2 separate regions of the Mus musculus genome follow, and region 2 is linked to region 1. The links are chromatin contacts, called in public HiChIP or PLAC-seq maps. All regions are on one chromosome and are shown on one strand. Each heading gives the region's core, a stretch centred on a gene start, on an enhancer-like site or on the middle of the called end of the contact. The rest is flanking DNA. Distances are from core to core; before and after follow the strand shown.

What was found. HiChIP or PLAC-seq counts read pairs in DNA pulled down with a chosen protein or histone mark.
Region 2: an H3K4me3 HiChIP or PLAC-seq map of pro-B cells shows a contact between it and region 1, with 4 times the contacts expected there. The contact joins the promoter of Rccd1 here to the enhancer-like site in region 1. A contact is called at or near these places in 4 of 39 promoter capture datasets (the C10 cell line, the HPC-7 cell line and embryonic stem cells), 7 of 115 datasets of contacts at active chromatin or transcription factors (astrocytes, embryonic stem cells, large pre-B cells and 2 more) and 3 of 9 other capture datasets (adipose tissue, embryonic stem cells and liver).

What each region holds. Positions count from the first base shown.
Region 1 is chr7:80,093,351-80,096,556 of GRCm38.p6, reverse strand. Idh2 (isocitrate dehydrogenase 2 (NADP+), mitochondrial) reads left to right here. Exons shown (of 11, transcript NM_173011.2): 8 at 422-534; 9 at 661-758; 10 at 844-936; 11 at 1,354-1,711. The coding sequence ends at 1,441. Among named protein-coding and RNA genes, the nearest start is that of Gm21057, 20 kb to the right of the region's middle. Within about 2 kb of position 1,791, at least 10 of the 459 cell types and tissues checked have an H3K27ac peak or open chromatin away from gene starts, as enhancers often do. A contact at or near this core is called in pro-B cells, where this site is marked.
Region 2 is chr7:80,322,712-80,326,009 of GRCm38.p6, reverse strand. It overlaps Rccd1 (RCC1 domain containing 1), which reads left to right and starts at 1,556. Exons shown (of 9, transcript NM_173445.4): 1 at 1,556-2,260. It overlaps Unc45a (unc-45 myosin chaperone A), which reads left to right. Exons shown (of 20, transcript NM_133952.2): 20 at 133-718. The coding sequence ends at 390.

The DNA of each region.
Region 1 (3,206 bases), core at 542-3,041:
CAAACAAACAAACGAACGAACAAACAAATAAAAAAGAAAACCTCAGAACACAAGCAAGCTGGATCTTTTTCTTATGGAAGTTCCCCACATTTTCTCTTCTCTGGCCTTCACATTCTTTGTGGGTCTGGGGGAGTTTTTTGATTCTCCAGAGTCCTTGACAACAGACCCATTCCAGCTGAAGTCTGGATTTGGGGACATTTGAAATAAAGGGGCTAACAGTGTCAGAAACAGGGAGGCTTGCAAAATTGCTGATGGCGGCTTATTTCTTCCTGAAATGGCCTTCCAGGGGGCTTCAGACTGACCGCCTCAGGCTATGGGGTCTGGAAAGGGAACACACAGAGGTGACAGTGGCGTGGAGTCTAAGCTGAAGGGTTCTGAGCTGAAGCATGGCTCTGAGGAGAGATCTGTCCCTCCCCGCCAGGCTTTGGCTCCCTCGGCCTGATGACATCTGTGCTGGTCTGCCCTGATGGGAAGACAATTGAGGCTGAGGCTGCTCATGGGACAGTCACCCGCCATTACCGAGAACACCAGAAGGTAAATGTGTGCATTTCAAGGTCCATAGCCCACTGGCCCTGATGACCGGGAGGATGAACCCGGTCTGCCGGTCTGGAGGTAGATAGCTGTGTCTGGTGCTCAGCTGATCCTGTGGCCTGTCCCCAGGGCCGGCCCACCAGTACCAACCCTATTGCCAGCATCTTTGCCTGGACACGGGGTCTGGAGCATCGTGGGAAGCTGGATGGGAACCAGGACCTTATCAGGTGAGCTCATGGGGAGGGCTTGAGCAGGTGCAGCCCACAGTTCTGCCCAGCATGCCGGGGCCTCACTCTGCCGCATCCCCCGCAGGTTTGCACAGACGCTGGAGAAGGTGTGCGTGCAGACTGTGGAGAGCGGAGCGATGACCAAGGACCTGGCTGGCTGTATCCATGGCCTCAGCAAGTGTGTGCTTTGGGAAACAGGGCTTGAGACCCCAGCAGGTGGGAGGAAGCCAGGGGGAACCCCCCCCCCCCAAGAGTCTCTCTCATGAGTGGGTAGAGCTGCCTGGGGTCTGGGGCAGGACAAGTCCTGAGAAATGGCTCAGGCCAAGCCTTCCTTGACCAGGTCTGAGTTGGTGCCCTCTGGCAGTTGCTTAGTTCCTCTGCTCTCCTCCTTAAACCTTTCCCCAGCTTCTTTTATGAGGCCTGTGCCCGGTAGCTTGTTACTTTAAACTTTCTGCCAAATTTATTGTGACCCTCTAGCAGTGGGCTACTAGCAAACTTGGACCTGGGCCTGGTGGCCTGAGGTCTAATGAGCCTGGGAATGGCTTGGTTGATGGCCTCCAGGAGGCCTGAGTCTCCCCTGATGTTCTCTCGGCAGTGTGAAGCTGAACGAGCACTTCCTGAACACCACAGACTTCCTGGACACCATTAAGAGCAACCTGGACAGAGCTCTGGGCAAGCAGTAGGGGTGGACACTACTCAGCTCCAGTGGGTACTCTGTACATGGCAGAGGGTGGGCCTCACAGCCCCTCTCTGGTGGCCTTTCTAGGGGACATTTTTTTACATATATATATGATGGAGATGTTTTTTAAAGTATATGAGCATTTTCCCTCACGGTGGACATGAGGCAGGAACGTGTGCTTTACCTCAGACAGTCAGTGTTCTGCATACTGTAATTTATATTGCTCTGGAATCACATGGTGCCATATTTAGCTACTAAAAAGCTCTTCGCAAAACTGTCTTGATGTGTTTGTCCCCGAGTGGGAGGGAGCAGCTGGTAGGATCCCCCAGGGACAGGGTTGGGGTGCCTCAGGCTGTTAATAGGTCAGCCAGGGGGTTGCTTCTCATGAGAGGGAACGAGGCAGCCTGTGGGCCTCCTGCATTCTTCACTGGCTGCCTGAGTTGCCAGACTTTGGGGGTGAGGCCCTGGCTTCCTCACAAAGTTGCGTGCAGTGTCTGCTGCTGAGCCAGTGGAGCTAGCTGGGGCCTAAGGGCAGAGACTCACATAGAATCTCCTAAGGTGATCCCGTTTCTCCATCTAGGGAATTGTCATTCTGTGATGTTGTAGATACTTGTTATAATAACACATGCACCTTTCACCTCTTATAGTGCTGACACTCCAACCTCGAGCTTTGTGTACACTAAGCAAGCATTCTACCTCTGCATCCCAACTTCATCCTGGTACCAACTTAGCTGAGACGAGGCCTCATCAGCACGCAGTTCTAGCTGGTTTGGAACTTTATGGGTCAGGCTGGTCTTCTAGTCACGAAGGTCTACCTCTCTGCTTCCCAAGGCAGGGATTAAGGGCCTATGCGACTGTGCTCAGGCTCATTTGCCCTGTTATAGGTTATACACTAGAAACAGATCCCCCAGTCTCTGCTTTGCAAGCCCGCTCAGGCTTGCCTAGGTCTCTGTGTGTCCGGGATCCCCTGTTCCCATCCTTCAGGTTTCTCCTTTGGCACAACTAGAAAAGTGATGTGGAAATGTTGTTCCAAAGCCCATATACACTCAATGGAAAGCACTGTCGCTGTGCAGTCAGTGACTTCTCTTTCTGCTTGTTTGGTCCTGCTGGAGATTAGGGTAACTTTGATAATGCAGTCAGTTCTCTGTATCTGGAGTTGGTTGTTGTCAGTGCTGGGAATTGAGTTTAGCAAGCATTTTATCAGTAAGATTTTTTTTTTGATTTATTTAGTAGCTGTCTTCAGACTCACCTGAAGGGGGTGTCAGATCTCATTACGGATGGTTGTGAGTCACCATGTGGTTGCTGGGATTTGAACTCAGAACCTTTGGAAGAGCAGTCGGTGCTCTTAACCTCTGAGCCATCTCTCCAGCCCCCATCAGTAAGATCTTAAGCTGAATTCTCATCCCCATTGCCTGCCTTTTTTTCTTTTTTTTTTAAAAGACATGGTTTTGTGTATCCGAGACTCGCCTCAAATTTCTATAGAATTAAGGATGACCTTGAACTTCTTAGCCTCCAGTCTCCACCTCCTGGATGCAGTTATCATGGGCAGTATCACAACACTGAGTATGTAGGGCTGGGTATCAAACCCAGGGTGGTCTCCTGAATAGTAGGCAAGTACTTTACCCAGCAAGCCTGATCCACAGCCCTAGCCTCCAGTTTAAAGACTATTTTAGTATTTTTATGGGGTATCTTGCCTGTTTGTATATCTGTGTGCCATGTACATACAGGGTCCACTGAAGTCAGAAGAGGGCATTGGAGACCCTAGAACT
Region 2 (3,298 bases), core at 307-2,806, 230 kb before region 1:
AGTACCTGGTCTGGGCGGGGGAGGCTGAAGGAGCTAGCAGTTCCCTACATGGTGGTATGGCTGTTGTGTCGGGGAGTTCCTAGAGCGTAGATGTGGTTTCTGCCAGTCTTCACATCCGCCCGTTTCCTACAGACCACACACTGGCTGGAGATCTTGCAGGCCCTGCTCCTCAGCCCCAACCAGGAGCTGCAGCACCGGGGCACCGTGGTGGTGCTGAACATGATGCAGTCTTCGAAGGAGATCGCCGGCACCCTGATGGAGAGTGAGGTCCTGGAGATCCTGTCAGTGTTGGCCAAGGGCGAGGAGAGCCCAGTCACCAGGGCTGCCGCAGCCTGCCTGGAGAAAGCAGTGGAATATAGACTCATCCAACCCAACCAGGACGGAGAGTGACGATCGGCCCGGGGCCCACAGCTCACGCATCTGTCACCCTTCACAGCTCTGAGTCAGCACTGGGATGCTCGATACTTGCCTCGCCTCCACAGCTGCCACAGTTGCACTTTGGTGTTCTCAGGACACACAGCATACAGCCCTGCCCTGCCAGCACTCAGGAGGGCCCTGTCTGTACTGTAGAGAGCTGAGGCTGGGGGACGTACATCCCATTCAAGCCTGAGGATTATGGGCATCAAGAAGGAAGGACACAACAGCATCCTCACATGCTGGGAGCATCATCAGAGCCTGCCAGCAGGCTCACCCCGCTAATAAATTCTGTGGAACTAAAGCATCTGTTTGTTGTTGTAGGCGGGGCTGCTGAGGGTGGGACACTCAGGAGCAACAGCTGGACATCAGCAAAGTGTGCTGTAGAGCGCTGTTGCTGTAACAGAAGGAAGCCAGTGGGCCCATGGAGAACCTTTGTAGACAAGGCCTTAATATGGGTAGGACAGGCTGGCTTCAAACTGATAATCCTTTCTCAACCGTTAAGAGTTGTAGGAATTACAAGTGCCAACACCCACGCTGGTTTCTTTCTAAATCCTGGTGAGTTAGCCTAAAGCTTAGGAAGCTGATCAAATTTCAGTGTCTTTTTTTTTTTTTTTTTTTTTGTTTGTTTGTTTGGTTGGTTTTTTCTTTTTCTTTCTTTCTTTTTTTTTTTTTTTTTGGTTTTTTTTCGAGACAGGGTTTCTCTGTATAGCCCTGGCTGTCCTGGAGCTCACTTTGTAGACCAGGCTGGCCTCGAACTCAGAAATCCGCCTGCCTGTGCCTCCCGAATGCTGGGATTAAAGGCGTGCGCCACCACTGCCCAGCTTTTTTTTTTTTTTTTTTTTTCAGTGTCGTTTTTTTATGCTGGTCCTTGGATACATTTGTCATGATATTGTGAGTTTTCTGTGATCTCTACCCAGTCTGTGTTTGGAATTTGGGGTCAGTGTGCGCTTCCCTCGGGGAAAATACATTTTTCTGTAACTCTGCCAGGTTGAAGGAGAAACAGGACTCAAATAGATTCCCTATATGGCTAGGAACACCGGTTTCTTAGAGGCTGGAGTCCAGGCTTGGCACTCATTGGCTCAGTACAAGTAAGTGACAGAGCCTGGGCCAATCAGTGAAGGCACTAGTACTACAGCTTCCTGTTTGGCCCTCAGTCCTGCGCTTGTTCAGTAGTGAACGACCTCCTTCCTTGTTCAAAGGGAATGGAGGGTGTCAGGGCTTGGTCTTCGCCCGCCGTTTCCCTCGGATCGTCAAGAGTATCCATTCATTCAGTGGTTCCAACCGCGTCCACTGCTGTTGGCGCGCACAGGAGACTTCAGCCTACTGCCTGGTGGCAGGTAACCCGGCGCATGTGTGCCGGTCAGGCGCGCCCCAGTGGTGACGTCACCGCTCGTGCCTGCGATTGGCTCCGAAAAGCTGGCGCACCGAATGACCGCGTTGCTTGGCGCGGAGGCCCTTAAAAAGTGCTTTACTCCGCCGGCCATCTGTTCCCCGAGCCATACATTACTATGCGCTGCTCACTTTCAAGGTTTCCTGCTTAAAGGGCTTTCCTGATGAGTTGAGGGTACAGGCTAATGGGAAGATGAAAGATTCCTTTGGTTGGGGATCCAGGAGCTGTAGTCTCAGATCTGACTTAAGAGGCTCGAGAGTGTCTGTAAAATTCTGATCCATTCGAGTGAAGTGGCGTTGCATTTTGAACCGCGCGACTGTCTCCCAATTTCAGCCTGAGCTCCCTGGGACCCATAGTCATCACATTAAGTCAAAGGAAAGGCGCAGCAAAGACTTCTTGAATAAACGACCGAGTAAGGTCCAGTGGAAATTGTCCAAATGCCTCTGAAACCCGGTAAGAGCCAATGGTCATTTTCGTCGTTAAATTCTACTGTGTAAACTAAGCTAGGACTGTTTACACTTAAATTTTGATTTGTATTTATTGCAAACAGTTCTGCTAGGTAGATACAAGCAGTGCTGTCCCCACTCGCCTTGTAAAACTGAAGTTGTGCAATAGGATCCAGGTGCACAGGCACGCCCACCTAGGTCCCAGGTGTTTATTCTTCTTGTTGGGACGAGGCTTATAAATCCATAGGACACGGCTCAGCTCCACACTTGCTGTGTGATTGGGAGTCTAGAGAAAAATGGAGTCAATTTGAATGGAGACTCGGGGTTAAAGTTCTCAAGGCTAAGAGACTGGAGCTGTGGGCCTCAGATCCTAGTGTTGTATCTGATCTCCCACGTACATGCCTCACAGTTCCCTTGTGGTAATAGAAATAAGTTCTGGGTTGCAAAGAAAGAGACCACTGTTAAGGCCTAGATGGAAGGTTAAGGCCTAGGTAACCGTTACCTGGACAGCCTGCCATTATAAAGAAACTTTCTCATGTTTGTGCTGTTCCTAAGGAACTTTCTAATGCTAAGATTGATTATATAGTTATGTTCTGTGCCCTTGAAACCAATCACGATAGAAGTCAGTAGAACGACTTTGTATAGTTACCCTTGGACCCGAAACAACCACCCTGCAGCACTTTCTGCACCTGTGTATAAGCTTTTATAGTGTAAGCTGCCCCTGGGATGGGCCCCAAGGTAAGAGAGTCACCTGAGCCAATATAAGGAACTATTTGGAATAAGACTTTCATTTTGGCTGGGCAGTGGTGGTGCACGCCTTTAATCCCAGCAGTTGGGCGGCAGAGGATTTTAGAGTTTGAGGCCAGCCTGGTCTACAAAGTGAGTTCCAGGACAGCTAGGGCTATATAGAGAAACCCTGTCTTGAAACAAACAAACAAAAAAAGACTTCCATTTTGAGTAGGGGCCAAGTAGAGTTTAAATTCTCAAGACCTCCCTGAGAACTGACATCCTATTTTGCAGAAAGAAACATGTGTGTGGGTAACTA